Linked DNA regions of Danio rerio: all the other regions are linked to region 3. The links are chromatin contacts, called in public HiCAR-type and Micro-C maps. All regions are on one chromosome and are shown on one strand. Each heading gives the region's core, a stretch centred on a gene start, on an enhancer-like site or on the middle of the called end of the contact. The rest is flanking DNA. Distances are from core to core; before and after follow the strand shown.

Region 1 (2,706 bases), core at 36-2,535, 410 kb before region 3:
TGTAAAAACAACAAAATATGTTAAATGAGTATCTGAAATATTTTATGCCATACTTAAAAAATCAAGAGGATTTAGTATTCAATCATGTATTATTTTCATTATTTTTAAAAAAATACATTGGTCTTACACTTCATACTTTCTGATTTTAAACCGACATATCAACCATTAGATATTTTAGAAATTATAAGATGTGTTGAAAAAAATGCATTAAGTGTGTTAATTAGGAATTAAGAAATACAATCCAAACATTTTTTTCTTGGTGAGGCAGATAAAGGGATAAAGCAAATGCGTCAAACTTTTCTGCTAATCTGGTCTTTGTAATAGGCTGTTAAAGACAGAGATTATAGAAATTAAATAAATAAAATTATCCCACCTCACCTTTAACAATTTCAATACAGTATATAAAATATAGTTATTGATAATATGTTAATAATGGAGTAAAAATATTGAGATTTTTAGTTTAATATGAAAATATGATACATTTCTACAAATATCCACAGGTCATATGGCTGGCTCCACATTTTATGATCATCCATACTGACAAATGATTAGTCCTTCAGCTCTTTACTTCTATAAAATTAGTTTGTTTTGTTTTTAGGTAAATTTATTTTTCATATGTTTTGTGAGCAAACAAAACATAACCAGTAATGTCTGTATTAAAATAATAGGTGCGCCAGACCAAGAAAAATACGTTCTTGGCTTATGTGTGCACATTTCCATCATTGTAGTGGACAGTGAGGTTCTGCAGAGAATCTCCTGCTGCTCCAGAGGTAAGTTTCTAAAGCATATTTCATCACATGATGCCTGCTGATAATGATTTGATTGTGCTGCTTTGACCAGTGGCCTGTAGCATTTGCATCTCTAATATTAAAGCTAATCTGATATTTCTGCGCAAGGGCTAATGTTGACATACTGTAGCTCACTGATCATACAAGTGGACAGGCTCCCAGATAAGACTCAAAGTGATTCTGAAATGAATCAGAGAAAATCACGCTCAAGGAAAAGTTCTGATTAAAATCTGACAGCGGTTTTTGTGAAAGATCATTAGCAACGAAGAGGCCTTGCGTGATTCACCTTCCCTCGGACTGCAAGAGACCAAAGAGCCACAAAGATCACATGCTCATAGTATTGTCTTCCAGCCAGACTTTTAACATCAAACCTGCACTGTCTCTGGAGGAACAGGCCTGCGTGAAGAGACATGGCTAACTAGCACCAGAGGCTAGCAGAGGCAGTTCTTAGCACCGTCACACAGACACAGAGGTGTGCTTTATGTCGTCTTACAAAGACTCACTTGTTCTAAACACCGAAGGTCCAATCAGTGCTATAGGATATGTTTGAGGAATAGGTGGCCATATAGATGGCAGTTTGGACAATATTAGCCTATGTGATCAGCAGGCGTGGAGTTAAACAGACGGATTTTTTCCAGAACACCTGTGTGTGAATACAAACAACAAAGAACTTTTATAAAGATGTGATGCTCAGCTATTACTTGCCTTTTACACATAATTCGAATCTTTTTTTATTTATGTATTTTTGCTTATTTATATAGCTAAGTTTAAAGAATACAATTTTATATCTAACATAAATGCACACATTTACAATGATATATTTTCTGACTGCATATTTTTATGTCTACATAGGTCATTGGTTATGATTTTGTATTCATAGAAAATGTAGTTACAATGTTCTTTGTATTTAATTGGTGAAATGCAAACAAAAGAGCTTTCATTAGGATCTGAGGCTCTTACTGGATTTTGTAATCTAAATATTACATTTATACAATTTCTTACAATTGTTTTTGAATGTAAAAACATTTTTTATCAATGTTTGAATTCTCTCGAGTTAAATATTAAGTTTATTTTGTGAACTTATGATGACATTTCTTCCACATTTAAAATAGAAATGTTTTAATTTAAATAATTGTTTTGCATAAAATAAAACATTTACATTTTTGACAACATAATATTCATTCATTAATTTTTTAGCTTAGTCCCTTTATTAATGAGGGGTCGCCACAGCGGAATGAACTGCCAACTTATCCAGCATGTGTTTTACGCAGAGGATGCCATTCCAGCCACAACCTAGCAATGGGAAACACCAATATACTCTTGTATTCACACCCACACATACACTACAGCCAATTTGGCTTATTCAATTCACCTGTACCGCATGTCTTTGGATTGTGGGGGAAACCAGAGAACCCGGAGAAAACACAGGGAGAACATGGAAACTCCACACAGAAATGTCAACTAACCCAGCTGTGGCCGGTTTACCAGCAACCTTCTGGTTGAGACAACATCGCTACCCACTGCGCCAACGTGACGCCCCAATATAATACTACTGGAAATAAGGTATTTTTTAATGTGATTTTCAATCACAACAAACTTAAACATTTGCTATTTTGATCTATCTTCTGTAAAAAAAGTAAATAAATAAATAAAAATACTTGTATTTGAATCAAATGTTATCAGACTTAAAAACAAGCAAATAATTAACATTCAACTCAAACCCCTATTTGCGTATATACGGTTGAATCAATTATTAGCTCTTCCGTGATGTTTTTTCTTTTTTTATATATATTTCCCAAATTATGTTTTACAGAGCAAGGAATTTTCAGTTTTTCTTCTTTTGGTGAAAGTCTTTATTTATTGTGGCTAGAATAGAGGCATTTTTTAAAAAATGTTTAAAAAAACATTTTAATGTCAA
Region 2 (2,829 bases), core at 268-2,767, 260 kb before region 3:
ATTTTTATCCGATTTTAACGTCAGGAAATTAAAAAAAGACATTGTCTTTATATCACCCCAATATGACTGTGGACTCAATATACCTACACACAGTTCTGTAGAAACAGTTTACAAAAGATAATTTTCACCATAGGTGCCCTTTAAATAATATATTCCCATGTAAGATGTAGTACAGTCAAAGTAGCATAGAAAGTCAGTTACAACATAACAGTGTATATACTGTACCTACAGTATACTTTATTTGCTATACTTACTCTGTCAAGTCTTAGAACAGAGCGATTTAACAAAAAAAAAATGTAGACTGAATAAAACACATTTTCATACACAGTTCATGTAATGAAATGCAGCTATGCATTTTCTCCTTTCAGAGTGTGTTTTTCTGGAGGACGCAGTCTGAAAACCAAGAATCCTCTGGTAACAATGATGACCCCCTTCAAAAAGAGGTCAGCCATTTACACACTATAACTGCTGAGGTAAGCATCAGAGCCCAACGTCTGTCTTTATGTTTTAATCACTCCCAGCAGAGAGATTCCCAGCCTAAAACCAACAACTGGACACATTACGGGACGCCCCATTTTATCAAGACAGGAAAATGAAGTTGAAAACGATAAAGGAAGAGACTTCCTCTGTACTAAACCAAGATCCAGATGAACATCGTAATAGCATCCTTTACCTTTCCATTGTGCTCAGGGACACTGAAGCAATTAATGAACAAGTGGGACAACCCGAGGATGCCTCTGGGATGGCTGAAAAACTCAACTCAAACAAATAAAAGAGAAAACAGAAAGACAGATTAATAAACATCAAATCAAATCTGCTACTGTTTTGTTTTCACATGGAGGTCTCTTTTGTCTTATTCATGTTAAAAACTGTACAGAACAAAAGACACGAACTGTACGTATCAATTTTTCATCACTGCGATCTACTCAGGATGCTATAATAAGCCTTAAAAAATGCATGACATTGAAATCTAGGATTTACCCGACAGGATGCAAGACATAGTTGCTCAAAGGTGAATAATTAACATTACACTACTGCACCTGTTATAACTGCAACAAAACAAGACGTACAAGCCCCTCAACTCCTGACACCTCATTCTTCCGCCCCCCATGTTGTTTGCCGCCCATAAATAATGAAAGCACACTGCTTTTGCAGAGATTGAAGTTTGTAACCTACTGCTACAATCCCGGCTCAGCGCGGAGAACACCATCGGAGCTCGGCATCCAACAAGGTCCATATTGACCCACGACCTCCACTGAGCGCTGCCACGCACACACACAAAAGAGTGTGTGTGGCAACCTGGACACTTTGCTCTGAAAGAGAGTTTACTTCCAAATAAATAGTTAATGCAGCATACCTGTTTTGATGAAATAATTCATTGACGCAGAGTAACATCTGTAATAACTAACTAGATGCCACGTTCGGAGAAAAACAAATTCAAGGCTGATCAATAGAGGCCTTGGGGGTTTATTTACTGTACCCTGATCAAGGCTGTGAGATTAGTATAGGTATAGTGCAAATAGGACCATGCACCCTCACACACACACACACTGGCCCATCCCCTTCCTCACTGCAGCGCTGGACGGTAGATGTGGAGACGCTCTCATTAATATGTCTATGGAAAACAGCCTTCAGGCAGTTGGAATAGAAAGCAGCCCTACGGAGAGTTCGCTGGACACGCGGGCCCATCAGGAATCACCCAGCACAATGCTAAATGGGGTTTGTGTTCGCTTTTACTCAGCGTCTCTACCGCTGCGCGAACTAAGCTTACGGAAAAATCCATAATGCTGAGCAGAATGCATAATGGCACAAAATAACACAGGAATCTAAGAAAACCGCCGCCGTAAACATGAAAGCCAATTATAAGTAATTTATTGACGTCCAAGGTTCCATCCTTAAAATATTAAAACGCACAACGGATTTCAAACAAGAAGATGTGAAGAGAGGTTTTGATGTGGAGAACAGGTGAAGATCACTTATACGGACAAGTTTCTGAAGCTTTGAATGGAAGAACTGCACAAAAATCGGAATCAGAAGCAATAATAAATCCACAGGAATTTGCTTTAACTAAGCCATGAGATAATTAAATGTTAATAGTCCTTGTTTAGCATTTCTACAAGGGATTATAAACAGATAGACAGCGTCTAATTCACATATAGCACACTTCGTCTTTTCTGCACTCCTATAAAAACATGCCGTCTGCTTTGACGCGTCTCGACGCAATCTAAATGATCATTGCTGACCCCGAAGAAAGAAATATGGATCGGCAATGGTGTTCACGCTATTAAAACTGAAAGTGGCTGCAAATAATGAAGAGTATTTTTAAAGCACGCTGAGACAAGAGGACAGGGTTTTTCTTAAACTGTCACTCCGTGAGTAATCATGATTGCACTCCGCGTCAGATGGAGAGAAGGGAGCACATACGCACACTTCCACTTCCCCATCCATCTCTCATCGCATCCGCCACCGGAGGAAACATCTCTCTCCCCTGCTCCATCTCAGACTAGATTTGCGCCTCTTCACTCAAACGGGCAGATGAGGCAAGTGTTACAAATATGTGTTTTATATTCAGCGAAAAATCATAAAGTCAGGCAGAGGTCTTTGGCGCATTATGCGCAGCTCAACCTGCTTACGTGACAAAACAATCAAAACTGCAAAGCAGCCTTCGCTAGATACATTAATTAGCTGATTCTGACATTAGGTATCGCACATGCTTTTAGGTGGTCCAATTATGGTAGGTAGTTCAATGCAAATGCAGATGCATTTCATTACCAAATAAAGCTGGACAGGGTGTTATTCACCAAAAGTCAATTATTTACAATAGTTGAG
Region 3 (2,861 bases), core at 17-2,516:
GATCAGCTTTGGATGAGGACATCATTTTAATTTATGGCTTATGCATTCTTCAAAGGTCAATATGCTTGACCCCGGGCGAAAGTTGAGAAACAATTCCCATGCTCGCAGAGAACTATTTTGCTTTTACGCATATATTTGTTTGTTTGTTTTCATTATAAGCTACCAGCTTAACATTCACATACGGTTAGAAGAATAGTCCGATCATAAATACACAAAGGATTTCAATGTTTAATAGAGAGAAAGTCCAAAAGAAGTCCAGTCGGATTCTTACAGCGCGTCTCCCGTTATTGTCAATGAATAGTACCGCTCTGTGGACACATGTGAAATTACCTCCCGTATAGGTAGTTTATCAGCAGTCCGGATGACAACTACCGGCTGTCTATTAGTCAGAAAAAACAACTAGTTAAATATCTGTATGTTTACGCAATAAAGATCATAAGGACATTGTTAGCAATCAGACCTGCGCATCATTGTTTCCGCTTGGCGCGTGCGTTTGTGAATCTACCACAACAGTTCAGCAGCGGACAATGAAGTACAAACAAAACATTATCACAGCTGAGAATACACACAATAACAACTTCCATACAGCCTTTTTAACTTTTTAATGTTTGTCGTCAATATCTGTTGCAGTTTTTTGGTGAAATAAGCTTTAAATCTCTCTTCTGTCAACCGGAGTCTCACGCGTCACTCTTCGCTGAAAACCGCCGTAAAAACAAAAATCAATCCTGGACATGCAAAACGTTTAAAATATAGTTTGGATTTTACTGTAACGCTTCTGTAAGTTAATGTGAATGTATAAACACACTAGCTGCGGTGTTACGAGGAGAAATGACGGTAAACACAACATGACGGCAAGCCACGAAATCACGGACGACAGGTTACCAATGATAAAAGTTTACCTTGATGTGAGGCAGGGTACCAAAATAAGCCCTCGTCTTCGCCGTATCCCGTGATTGGTTTTAAAACAGGTTAAAAATAATGAACACTGATGTGTAGTAGCAAAGAAAGAAAAAAAAAACTGAAGTGTATCGCTTCCACTGACCGTAGAGGGAATCCCGCTTTGGCTGTATGAAGTTGAACTGTCAAAACTGCTGAGAGCAGTTGTAAGTATATTTATCGCGTTTTCCCTCTCTACTCTAAAACAGAAGCGACAGAAGACGATGGTTACTGCTGTCAATCTTGGCAATCAATGCAAGCGGCCATGTCGCAAGTATTCAAAGCATTTCCCGTCGTGCAACATCAGAAAGTGAGTGGCCAGGGCATTGATCTGAGGAAAGAGGCAGGGCTCCCCCTCCCAGACAACACGAGAGAGAGAGAGAGAGAGAGAGAGAGAGAGAGAGAGAGAGAGAGAGAGAGAGAGAGAGAGAGAGAGAGAGAGAGAGTCTTTAACGGGGTGGAGTAGAATAGTGGAGATTGGGGGGAAAGTCAAAGCTCAGGTAATAGTTTTTTTTAAATCAGGAGCCAGATTAATCTAAATTATATAGGTTATGTTTAGGTTGAATATAGGTTAATATTTAAAATATCGATATTTTTATCATTTGTTTGTATACTGTTAGGTAATATTTAATGTAAAAAACACATTTGCACACATCTACGCGTCATTTGTAAAGGTTATGCGTCATTTAAAAGATTTTTTTGCATTTTAAACACAATCATATTAAGAACTGGCGCAGAAAAAAATGTAGGCTATATAAATAATGCTATAAAATACAATTAAAAATACAGAATTTGGCTAACCTGGCATGAAAGATATTAAATGTATAGGCATTTCTTTTATTGACTTAGCCTACTTTTGAGGATAACTTTGAATAATTAGGCGACGGCAAAGCTCTTACTTTTATTTAGACTTTGTATGTACAAATTAGACCGTATAAAAGGCTACAGACAAACTTCAGTTCTGCTGATAAACATTTGCCCTATTCAAGCATTTAATGGAATTTCACGTTACCTGGGGTAAACCAAACCTCACTTCAGAGGAAAAAAATATATTCCATACATGCTTTCACGCTAAGAAATTAAATAATTGTTTACGCAGTTCGGCTGAAAGAATGCATATTGCGTCCATTCATGCAAAGCGTCTTTGCTTCAAAAATGGTAAAACAATGCTTTACACCTGGAACTAGCTACTGGTGTCAGATTTGTGCCAGCAACCAAAGGCCATCTCAGGTCATTCTACAAAGCCGAATGAAAAATCTGCTGAAACAGTGTAACATTTTGTATGATTGTTCAGTTATTACATCAAATTATTTAATCAATATATCGACAGAGATGGAGCCTCAAGAGCAGCATTTAAACTCTCCACTTCATGTATCTCTCTGAATAAAAAGGTTAATAATTTATATTGTTAATTGTAATTTATCATTTTAAATATATTTATATAACACCTAAAATTGCAATCTAATTTAAATTCACGAAGACAAGCATTATTATTGGATAACACTATTAGAACTCAGGTAAGCGATTTTGAAATATTCTCAATTGTTTTACGGTGTCTGTACTTGATTTATGCGTATTGCCTAAAACATTACATTTAAATAAAATAAAACGCATTTATTTAATAACTCTGTTTGATCCCTTGTTGAGATAGCCTTTCCTTTACACTGATAAAAAATGTTATATAATTAAAATATCCAAAATGTGTGCATGAACAAAAAAATCCCACACTTTTTAGACTATTCACCAGAAATTAAACATTAGGTCATGAGGAGAATACTCGCTCTTAAAATGCCACAGATCAGGTCAGATGAGTTCGAATTTTGAATGTAGCCTACAGCGCACTTTAGGAATGCAGGTTAGCCAAACTATGAAGATTAAAATAAATACAACACTGACAGACTTATGCAGAGATCGAAAACTACACA

What was found. A called contact is a pair of places that touch in the nucleus more often than the background predicts. HiCAR-type assays count read pairs that join an accessible place to other places.
Region 1: a Micro-C map of caudal fin shows a contact between it and region 3, with 8 times the contacts expected there. The contact joins the enhancer-like site here to the promoter of sox6 in region 3. A contact is called at or near these places in 4 of 18 Hi-C or Micro-C datasets (caudal fin, hematopoietic stem cells, skeletal muscle and 1 more) and 1 of 4 datasets of contacts at active chromatin or transcription factors (caudal fin).
Region 2: a contact with region 3 is called in a HiCAR-type map of caudal fin, with 12 times the contacts expected there. The contact joins the enhancer-like site here to the promoter of sox6 in region 3. A contact is called at or near these places in 8 of 18 Hi-C or Micro-C datasets (caudal fin, embryo, fibroblasts and 2 more) and 2 of 4 datasets of contacts at active chromatin or transcription factors (caudal fin and embryo).

The regions. Positions count from the first base shown.
Region 1 is chr7:27,686,425-27,689,130 of GRCz12tu, reverse strand. It overlaps a transcript of cyp2r1 not described here. Among named protein-coding and RNA genes, the nearest start is that of calca, 22 kb to the left of the region's middle. Within about 2 kb of position 1,285, at least 3 of the 62 cell types and tissues checked have an H3K27ac peak or open chromatin away from gene starts, as enhancers often do.
Region 2 is chr7:27,537,394-27,540,222 of GRCz12tu, reverse strand. It overlaps a transcript of cyp2r1 not described here. Among named protein-coding and RNA genes, the nearest start is that of calca, 170 kb to the left of the region's middle. Within about 2 kb of position 1,517, at least 3 of the 62 cell types and tissues checked have an H3K27ac peak or open chromatin away from gene starts, as enhancers often do.
Region 3 is chr7:27,273,777-27,276,637 of GRCz12tu, reverse strand. sox6 (SRY-box transcription factor 6) reads right to left here and starts at 1,266. Exons shown (of 18, transcript NM_001123009.2): 1 at 900-1,266.